Linked DNA regions of Gossypium hirsutum: region 1 is linked to region 2. Evidence: chromatin contacts called from public Hi-C data. All regions are on one chromosome and are shown on one strand. Each heading gives the region's core, a stretch centred on a gene start, on an enhancer-like site or on the middle of the called end of the contact. The rest is flanking DNA. Distances are from core to core; before and after follow the strand shown.

The links. Hi-C and Micro-C count contacts between places; a contact is called where the count stands out from the background.
Region 1: a contact with region 2 is called in a Hi-C map of leaf, with 2.2 times the contacts expected there. The contact joins the promoter of LOC107897253 here to the enhancer-like site in region 2. A contact is called at or near these places in 4 of 34 Hi-C or Micro-C datasets (callus and leaf).

The regions. Positions count from the first base shown.
Region 1 is chrD05:56,382,103-56,386,365 of Gossypium_hirsutum_v2.1, reverse strand. It overlaps LOC107897253 (tubby-like F-box protein 7), which reads right to left and starts at 3,012. Exons shown (of 4, transcript XM_016822634.2): 1 at 2,294-3,012; 2 at 1,309-1,396; 3 at 551-680; 4 at 1-178. The coding sequence starts at 2,689.
Region 2 is chrD05:56,320,940-56,325,558 of Gossypium_hirsutum_v2.1, reverse strand. No RefSeq gene overlaps it. Among protein-coding and RNA genes, the nearest start is that of LOC121218090, 15 kb to the right of the region's middle. Within about 2 kb of position 2,733, at least 2 of the 9 cell types and tissues checked have an H3K27ac peak or open chromatin away from gene starts, as enhancers often do. A contact at or near this core is called in leaf, where this site is marked.

The sequences.
Region 1 (4,263 bases), core at 1,763-4,262, 61 kb before region 2:
TGATTTCAAGAGATTGAACTTGTAAGACACTTTTCCCACCTCAAAATTGCCAGCTGGAACTTGGGGGCTGATTCGCTTACTTGCAAATCTGCGACTTGTTCTGCTGCTTGAAGGCTTGGCACCACTGTGCGGGGGTTGACTATCATAGATCGTAAAGTTGGTGCCTAGAAAATCCGAACTGCAAAGATTTTAAATTTGCATGTGAGTGTCAGCTAAAAGCTATAAAAGGAACTCTGAAGTATTCTATTTTTACTATAACATGACAAAGGAAACAGTAATCGCATCATAAGATAAGACTGCTATTCCCACCAAATAAGCAGTCTTCTACATGCCCTCTCAAATTCGACTGTATCTAACCTAAAAACCAAATACTACAGCTTCTCTCTTCAGATCATTTTCTAAATTGCTCTGGTGACACTTAATAGCTGTATTCTTAAGAACCTTAAAAGATATACCCAAAATTCAAAGTGCAGATTCTGTCAACAGAGTTCCAGAAAGTGAAGGATCAAAACATAAAATACCTGACCAAAACATCATACGAGTCTCCTACCTTAACTTCCCGACATAGGCATTACTGCTTTGAGATAAGTCATCTGCATCAAGGGATATAATATACTCAATATGAACACCATGTCGATATCTTCTTGCTGCCAATAGAAATTTCCCCTTGTCGGTGAAGGCTGCCAAAAATCAGGAAAAATATTCAATAAGGCAGATTTCAACCACTAACGTAATCCAGTTGCGTGATGACCACAAATAAGGAAATAGATTGGCTTAAAACAATAGAACCCTTCTACATGGTCTCAAGAACTAATATCACAAGGAAAAGATGTGCCATAGTTTCTATGCAGATGGCAACAAACTTAGATAGCTTTTCAACTGCCAACAATATTTTTGAGGAAAAACAATTGCTTGCAGACTTAAGGTTGGCGTATTCAGTTCGGCCAAAGCTATGGTAAGGCGTAAAGCTTTAAAAAGAAAAGACACCAGATATCAAACTAAGTAATAAAACAATAACAATTAAGCAGATGGATGGTCTTTGTTCAAATTTCTGGAGATTTTCAAGTTTAAGAACAAGTCATGCTGACTTAGGCAAAGGTAAAAGGTCAGAAGACAGAAATGCACTACCTAGATAAAAGTCAAAAGTCAATTTAGAAGTTTAGGCAAAGTAGATTATGCCCCTTTCAACTTTTAGTCCACTTTTCTTTTTCAACTTTATTATTGGCGTATGAATAATTCAGCAAACCAATTAATCAACATGTTGCCATCCTATTTTCTTTGTGAAAGAAAAAAGAAAAGATCACTTACATGGCGTAAGAGAAAGAAAAAGGTAGAATGTTGAGTTCTTTTTGCACCGCTTTATAATACAATGGTTTGGAAAATCACTTGGACCAGGCTGCATAAGCAGAAGGGAAAAGAACCATCAATCACAAAAGATGTAACAAATTAGTCGACTGACAGAGCTAAATTCTGAATACATTTTAGCGCCATTACCGGCACCCTCGAAGCAACTTGATTTCTAAAAACTACAGCTCAAACTAACAGCAATAAGCGAAGAAACACACTTAAAGATCACAAGGAGATAAATTCTAAATGATTTGTTTTGTTTTCAAATTTCATTTGTGTAATTGAAAACAAGTCACATTCTCATGATTGGGAGTGACAATCCCAGAATTCTGAACTGCCCAGAAAACAATCCTTGCCCTCAAAAGGATAATTTTCTCATAACAGAAAAGAAAATTTCCTTTCTATTAGAAGCAAATCATGTTAAAAGCTAAAAAATGACAATACATGACTAAAATTTCACCGAATTTTAGTTCCCAATCACCAATAGATGTTAGGAATGTCATTTGTATCAAATTTGTACACCCCCCTCCCCCCCCAAAGTAACTTACATTTCCCTGAAATTTCCCAATACACAGAAGAAGCAAAAAAATGAATTCCTAAATTAAATTATATGAACAAAATGCATCAATCAGAAATATCCAAATGTAAGAAACTTCACCCGCAAATATTAAAATCCAAACAAATGAGCAAAAGAAAACAAAATTTTCACCAATTCTGAACATTTAAAACAAAAAGTGTACTCTATCCTTTCGACATGGAGTATCCTTGCGATATCCATGAGTTTGTAATGCTTGATTCTTATTAATGAGAGGTAGTGGCTACAAAGTTTAAATATATAAAATTTAAATTTTAAACTTTTAACATGTTACGAGATTATATATAAAATTCAATTAAAAAAGAACTAAAACAAAAATTGGAAAAAGAATAAAAGAAAATTTTAAATTACCTGTTTAAGACATGAAGGAAAAGTGATTTTGCCGCTTCCGGGGGAAGAAGCCCTAACGATCTCTCTCATAGCTTCTCTCCATTTCTTACAAACGCAGGCGCATGTGACGACGTTTTGCCTCTGAGGCCACCGATCTTCACTCGCCTCCACGCGCTCCATGATCTCACCTAGCAACTCCGGCAGCATCGTCGACCACGATTGCCCTTCCTCCTCCGCCTCCGCCTCCGCCTCCGCCAGCGGCGTAGGCTGCGACGACGACGACGAAGAAGAAGAAATCTCCGACTGGTTCACCGTTGGCGAGACCGTTGCTAGCGCTGCCGTTTTGGCCAATGATCTCGATCCCGAGAATCTCCGTGAAAGGCACGAGGACTTCCTGAACGACGACGAAGACGACATCGTTTCTTAGAACGGCTTTCTTTTGGCCTAATTTGCTTTTCAGGAGAGAGATTCAGAGAGAGACGGGGGATTTTGTTTGAAGAAATGGAAAGTAAAAAAGCAAAAAAAAAAATCGAGGGAAAATTGATAACGGCTGTACGAATTAACTGGGCTGTGAGGGGAATGTAAAGAAGGCCGAATAAGATCGGGAGAAAACAAGGCGTGGCAGTATGTGATTGGCGGTGACTGATTCGAGTTTGATGTGGTTGCCTTGGGGTTACTTTTGACTCGCTCCCTTCTCTTCACTGTGAAGCGCTCAACCGTAGGTTTCTCTTTTTTCAGTTGAAAATTAATTAAAAATAAAATAAGAAATAAAGAAAAAAAATGAGTAGTAATTAAACAGGAGCTGCAGGAGATCAGCTGGTGGGTTAAGGTAGTTGGGTGTCAACTGTCAATTCCAAAGCCCTCATTTATTTCCAGGTTACCAGACTTCCCACTAAGCATAGGTTGTGACATGAAATTTTAAACACAAGTTGTTGTAGTGCTGGGCATGATTTATGACAACATACACATGCATGCTTGTTAGTTGTGATGTTCAACCCTTCAAAGTTTGTCTAAAATTTTAATAAAAAATATTAAGTTGATTTAAAATAAATAAGTTTGAGTCCAACTCGTTTTCTAAATTTATAACACATAAAATAATTTATAATTTTATTAGTTTATGATATACCCGTATTTGAGTGAAAATAATTTATGTAACATAATGTTAAATATGGTATCCGAATCATGGTACTTGTACTCTCATAAAATATCTTATGTGGTCAGGAGCGAAGCCAGAATAATCTTTTAGGGGCCGAATAAAATTTTAATTTTTTATAGTCTATATCTTTATAATTTTTAAAAAATTTAATTTAATTTTTATAATTTTAGGGAGGCCAAAGTGTGATTTTACCTTTACTAATTTAAACTATTTAAAAATTTTAGAGGGCCTAAATTATAATTTCCCATTTTAAGGGGACCGGGGCCCATACCACCCCCTTAGATTCGCCTCAGGATGTGGTACTAGAATTATTAATGTGTTTTCTTATGGTATATGATGTTAACATTGTTAATGAATTGTTAAACAACAAATGAAGCTTGACACGTAGAATTTTTTTTTCAAACCATCAAGTTCATACAGATAATATAACATTATGTGAAAATTAAATAAAACAAAATTAAATATTAAACTTACATGAAAGAATAGGGAAAGTACTTATCTTCATGGATAATAAAATACATTATTTACAAATCAAATAAAAATATTATTTTTAATGGAAAACTCTTTGGAGAAGATGGACATTTACTTACATGGAGAATATGATATTTTTACTTATATAAATTTAGTATTTACTTCTTTTTATTATTAACAATATGTTTAGTTATTTTAATAAATTTATTTATTTTATTTAGTTTTTTACATAATGTTATATTATTCATATAGAATTGATGATTTGAAAAACAAATTGCGTATCAAATTTTAATTGGTTGGTTTAGCAATTTACTAACGGTGTTTATACCATTACCATAATAAAACATATGTGGTAGTTCCAGAA
Region 2 (4,619 bases), core at 1,484-3,983:
TTTGCCTTTATTAAATCAGTTCTTTATAATAGCACATTATCTAAAATTTTAATAAATTTATAACTATTTCATATAAGCAAGCCTATTAACTATAATTTATTAAATAAAAACTATCTTAATTAAAATATTATTTCAATAAAATGTTTAGTTTTCACATAAAAAATCTATTAATCATATTTTATTAAATGAAAATAATCTTCAATGGGTGGAATTAAATATATCAATTCAATAAACTGTTAAGTTTCCTAAATAAATATTCTACTATGAATTTGGAACATCATAAACTTATAGATTGATTACTTTAATTTAATAACTTATGATTCATTAATTAATTTAATTTGATGACTCATATTGATTAATTGAGCTTGTTAGATTTATGAACATTATAATTAATCATGTGAAAGAATGTAAACTAGAATATGCATGAAAGCAATAACGCATGCACTTGTTATATGTCTTTTAATTTTGTTGATTTGATTCCCACTTTCTTTCTTTTTTTTAGCATAATTCTTATTTCCTTTATTTGATGAAAATTCATCATGAATTTTATGGTAGGTTTACAATAATTATCTCTCTATAACAACTTACTTTTATAGGTGCATAATATCCATCTGTTTATAACAAGCAAAATCTTAGCAGACAAATAGGGTTGTTATAGAGAAGAGTGATTATATTAATTATGAAAGTTGCACCTGAAGGGAAAGATGTGTGCGCAGGGGACAGAACCACCAACCAAGGCATAAGTAGCCTTTTCAAGGAGACATGGTACCACTTTTCCCAAATAAGTCGATCCCCCTCAACAAACCTAGGTGCTCCCACTCTGCGAACCTACAATGCTCTCCACAAAGTTGGGAGACAAAACTCAGACCCAAGACAATTTTTTCAATTGTTGAGGGACGCATCAATTGCCTAGCAGACGACACTTTAGAGACTTCTCTTGAATGAATTGATCCCTCAAAAAATTAAGACACTACCACTTCGTGAACCTACGAGGATCTTTACGGCAAATTGAGTACTGCATCAACTGTCTAACATAGGAAACTTTGAAAATATCTACCGAATGAATTTATCCCCTCAATAAACGTAAAGAAATTTATCTACATGATGTAGGATAAATTCTTCTAAAATTTGATCTATATCCAAAAATAAATAAATAAAAATAAGTAGGGTAGAGAGGATATGACAACGATTGAGACAATGTTTCAACAAAGACTTACACAAGGAATCATTTGCCAAGAAAAACGACTTGTCGCTATAAATGGTGTGAGCGGCACTGCCATTACTTTTAACGTGTTTTAGCTTCAATAATGGAGGTAAGTCGCCATTTCCTCGTGCCTTTATTAATGGTGCGTTCATAATCTTGATTCAAATCCATTTTTAAATAAAAAATTTGAAGCTTCAAGCAATATTGATTGAATCGGATGCATCAGTTGGATCAAATCAGTTAGGGTATCAATTTGAATAGGAATTTTGATTCGATTGACACATGAATCAATGCGGACCAGTTGAACCGGATAAAAAAAACTAGTTGAACAATAATTTTTTTTATTTTTATTTTTAAAATTTTTAATAATCTTTCAATCCAACCAATTAAATTGACAAATCAATAACCTAATCAATTCAATCACCAATTAAATTTTTTTAAAAAAAAATATTAACTCCAAAACCTCCAACTTAATCCAAATATAGTTTTTCTTTAATTTTCTAATATCAAATGAACAATAAGTTATCAAGTTGGATTGGTTTGAAATTGAAATTCTTTATTACCTAAGCTCAACTAGAGGTGATCATGGATTGGGCCCGAAAAATGAGAGGGTTCGGGTAAAAATATAGGCTCGAAATATGGGTTTGGGCAAAAAAATGAGGCCTGTTTAGAAAACAGGCCGGGCCTCGGGTAAAACTTTTTTGGCTTGAGCCCGAATTATATATTAAATATATATTTTTTATTTTTAATCAAATATATTTTTTAAAATTTAATATGCTATTTTCTTTTTAAAATATGCTATTTTGGTGTTGTAAAATTTAATATGGGTCGGGCCGAGCTCAGGCTTAGCAATTTTTTTCGAGCTGGGCTTGGAAAAATTTTTAAGTCCATATTACTTAGAAAACGAGCTTAAAATTTTGTCAGGGCCTAGCCCGATCCAGCCCATGATCACCTCTAAGCTCAACATGGACTAAGCTAAACCTACTGACACTTGGATAAGTTTATTTATGAGTATAGTACCATAATATAAAGCTGATATTATGTTGGGATAAAATCTTAATGTGTAATATGATACATGGTCTTTGATTTTTTTAATTTAATTCAATTTTCATGAACTATTAAAATCATAATTGACATAGTACCTTTTTTTATATACATATTACATACACAAATAATTACATTAATCCAATATAAAAACAAAGAGATGTTCTCATTTCTGCAAAATATGTACAATTAAATAGAAACAAAAGTCTCATTTATACATTTAAATTACAATCAAAATATATAATTACTCCGAATCAAATTTCATACCAATCAAAATTCATATATAAAATTGATATTTTTCCCTAATGCTTTCTTCAATATTAATGTTAATACTATTATATCTCTAAAAAATTTAATTGAAATAAAATAAGATATTGGGTAAGAGAGAGCTTAAAATCAAGAGCAAAGCCTAGTTTGGGAAGTACCCAGGTTTGGTAGGATAGCAGGCCAAGTTACTGGTCTAACCCAATGCCTTTATCTCACTAACCAGGCCACGAAATTTGGCAGTCATCTCAAATCTTCTCAATCTCAATAGCTGCTTTGCAGCTTAAAAATATATGAAATTTATATTTCCAATGTTATAAATATATTTAAGATATTGTTTATTCATATATTTTTTAATAGGTTAGTAGTCCGTGTTATATAAAATTTAATATGTTTATAAAATTTAATATAAATTTAATCGTTAACCTTTTGAAATGAGTCGAATCGTTTTTTTTAAAACAAAAATAATGGCTAAAACATTTTTTTTTAAAATTTGGTAGTTTGCAAAACAATCCACATGTGCTCCATGCTAATTTTTTATTTTTTTTATAATTTTTAAATTATTTATTGATATGACATATAAAATAAATAGTGTCACATCTGTATGAAGTACACATGGATTGTCATACTAGTTGTCTCACCAACCTTGTTGAAAATAATAATATTGTAATTAATATAAAGTGATTTAAATACAAACACATATTTTTCTATTAATTTTAAATTTACTATTATAATATTCCATTTCATCATTATAATTATTAATCTCATTAAAATTAATCACGTGGGCACAAATCCACAAGAAAATTGTAATGGTCTTGGGTACAAGTCTGCTCCAGGAAACAACTAAAACCAATATTTAATTTTCCAGGAAAAAAAGACAAATTCTCAGTGCTGCAAACTGTACCCTCACAATTATTGAGGCAACCAAAATGATTGTAAGATGTGGCTTAAAATAACGTTGAGGATCATGGAAATTGAATTTGGGTTAAGCATTAAGGGAGCAAGACAATTGAAGAGGGGGCGAATTGAAATAATACAAAGTTGCAAATTTGGACTAACAAAAACTACATACCTAGAGATTATAAGCTTATTTATGCTACAAAAACTCATCATCATTCTTTCATAATTTATGATGAAAACTATCCCATGATCTCATCATCTTAACTACATACTTAAAACCCATTAGTCAGTTGGTAATTCAGTCCCCTTAACAGCACCATCATCATTATCGCCATTCACATTTGCTTGACTCTTGTGCTCATTTTCTTCATTAACATCGTTCAGAATGGTAGTGTTAGGGTGGTTAACCTCCTTCACCCCTACTTTGCTCTTCTCTGAATTCCCGACGATGCTGTTGATTTTTCCACCGCTCCCGGTGCTGGTCCTCGGCCGTCCCGGTGTAGCACATCTAATCCACACAAAACGAAGTCAATCGTACAAAAATTATCATAAAATGCTTTTACAATCTCTTTTCAAAATTAAATATAAACATAAAAAAGAAAGAAGCGAAAAATGGGATTGAACTTACATGATGAAAGGTTTGGGTTTTGGTGGATTAGAGATGTGGATTGGGAGCATGGTAAGGTTAAAAGGAAGAGCCATGAGGAAACAAGTGAAGGAGAAATTTGGTTATATTTTGAAGCTCTTAAGATTTTGTGGTATCCAAGTGAATCCCAAAGGGTAGACTTTTATAGCAGACTTCACCTGTTCAAAGTCAACGTAAATTATTAGATATAGTTCCTTTGAATATTCAATCTAGGATGACACCAATAATGTTATCCACTTTTTCTTTTCGGTTCTCATTTGGAATTTAGCATTTTGACTTACCAACATGCATTTTTAATGGTTAATTTTTTACTCTTAATTTACTTAAATTAAGTCATGGGTTTGGTCACATTTTTCTCGATCTAGCTCTTTTAAGGGGTCTTGGTGACAAAGGGATGTCCATAGACTGGACGAATAAATTGGATAAATAAATTCTGTTTGCCACCGTTAAAAGAAAAGTTAGGACATAAGTTTTTATTTTGATCATTTAATTAAAAAAAGTTATAATTTAGTTATTAAACTACTTTAAACTTTTCATTTAAATCATTAGGTTATTAAAATC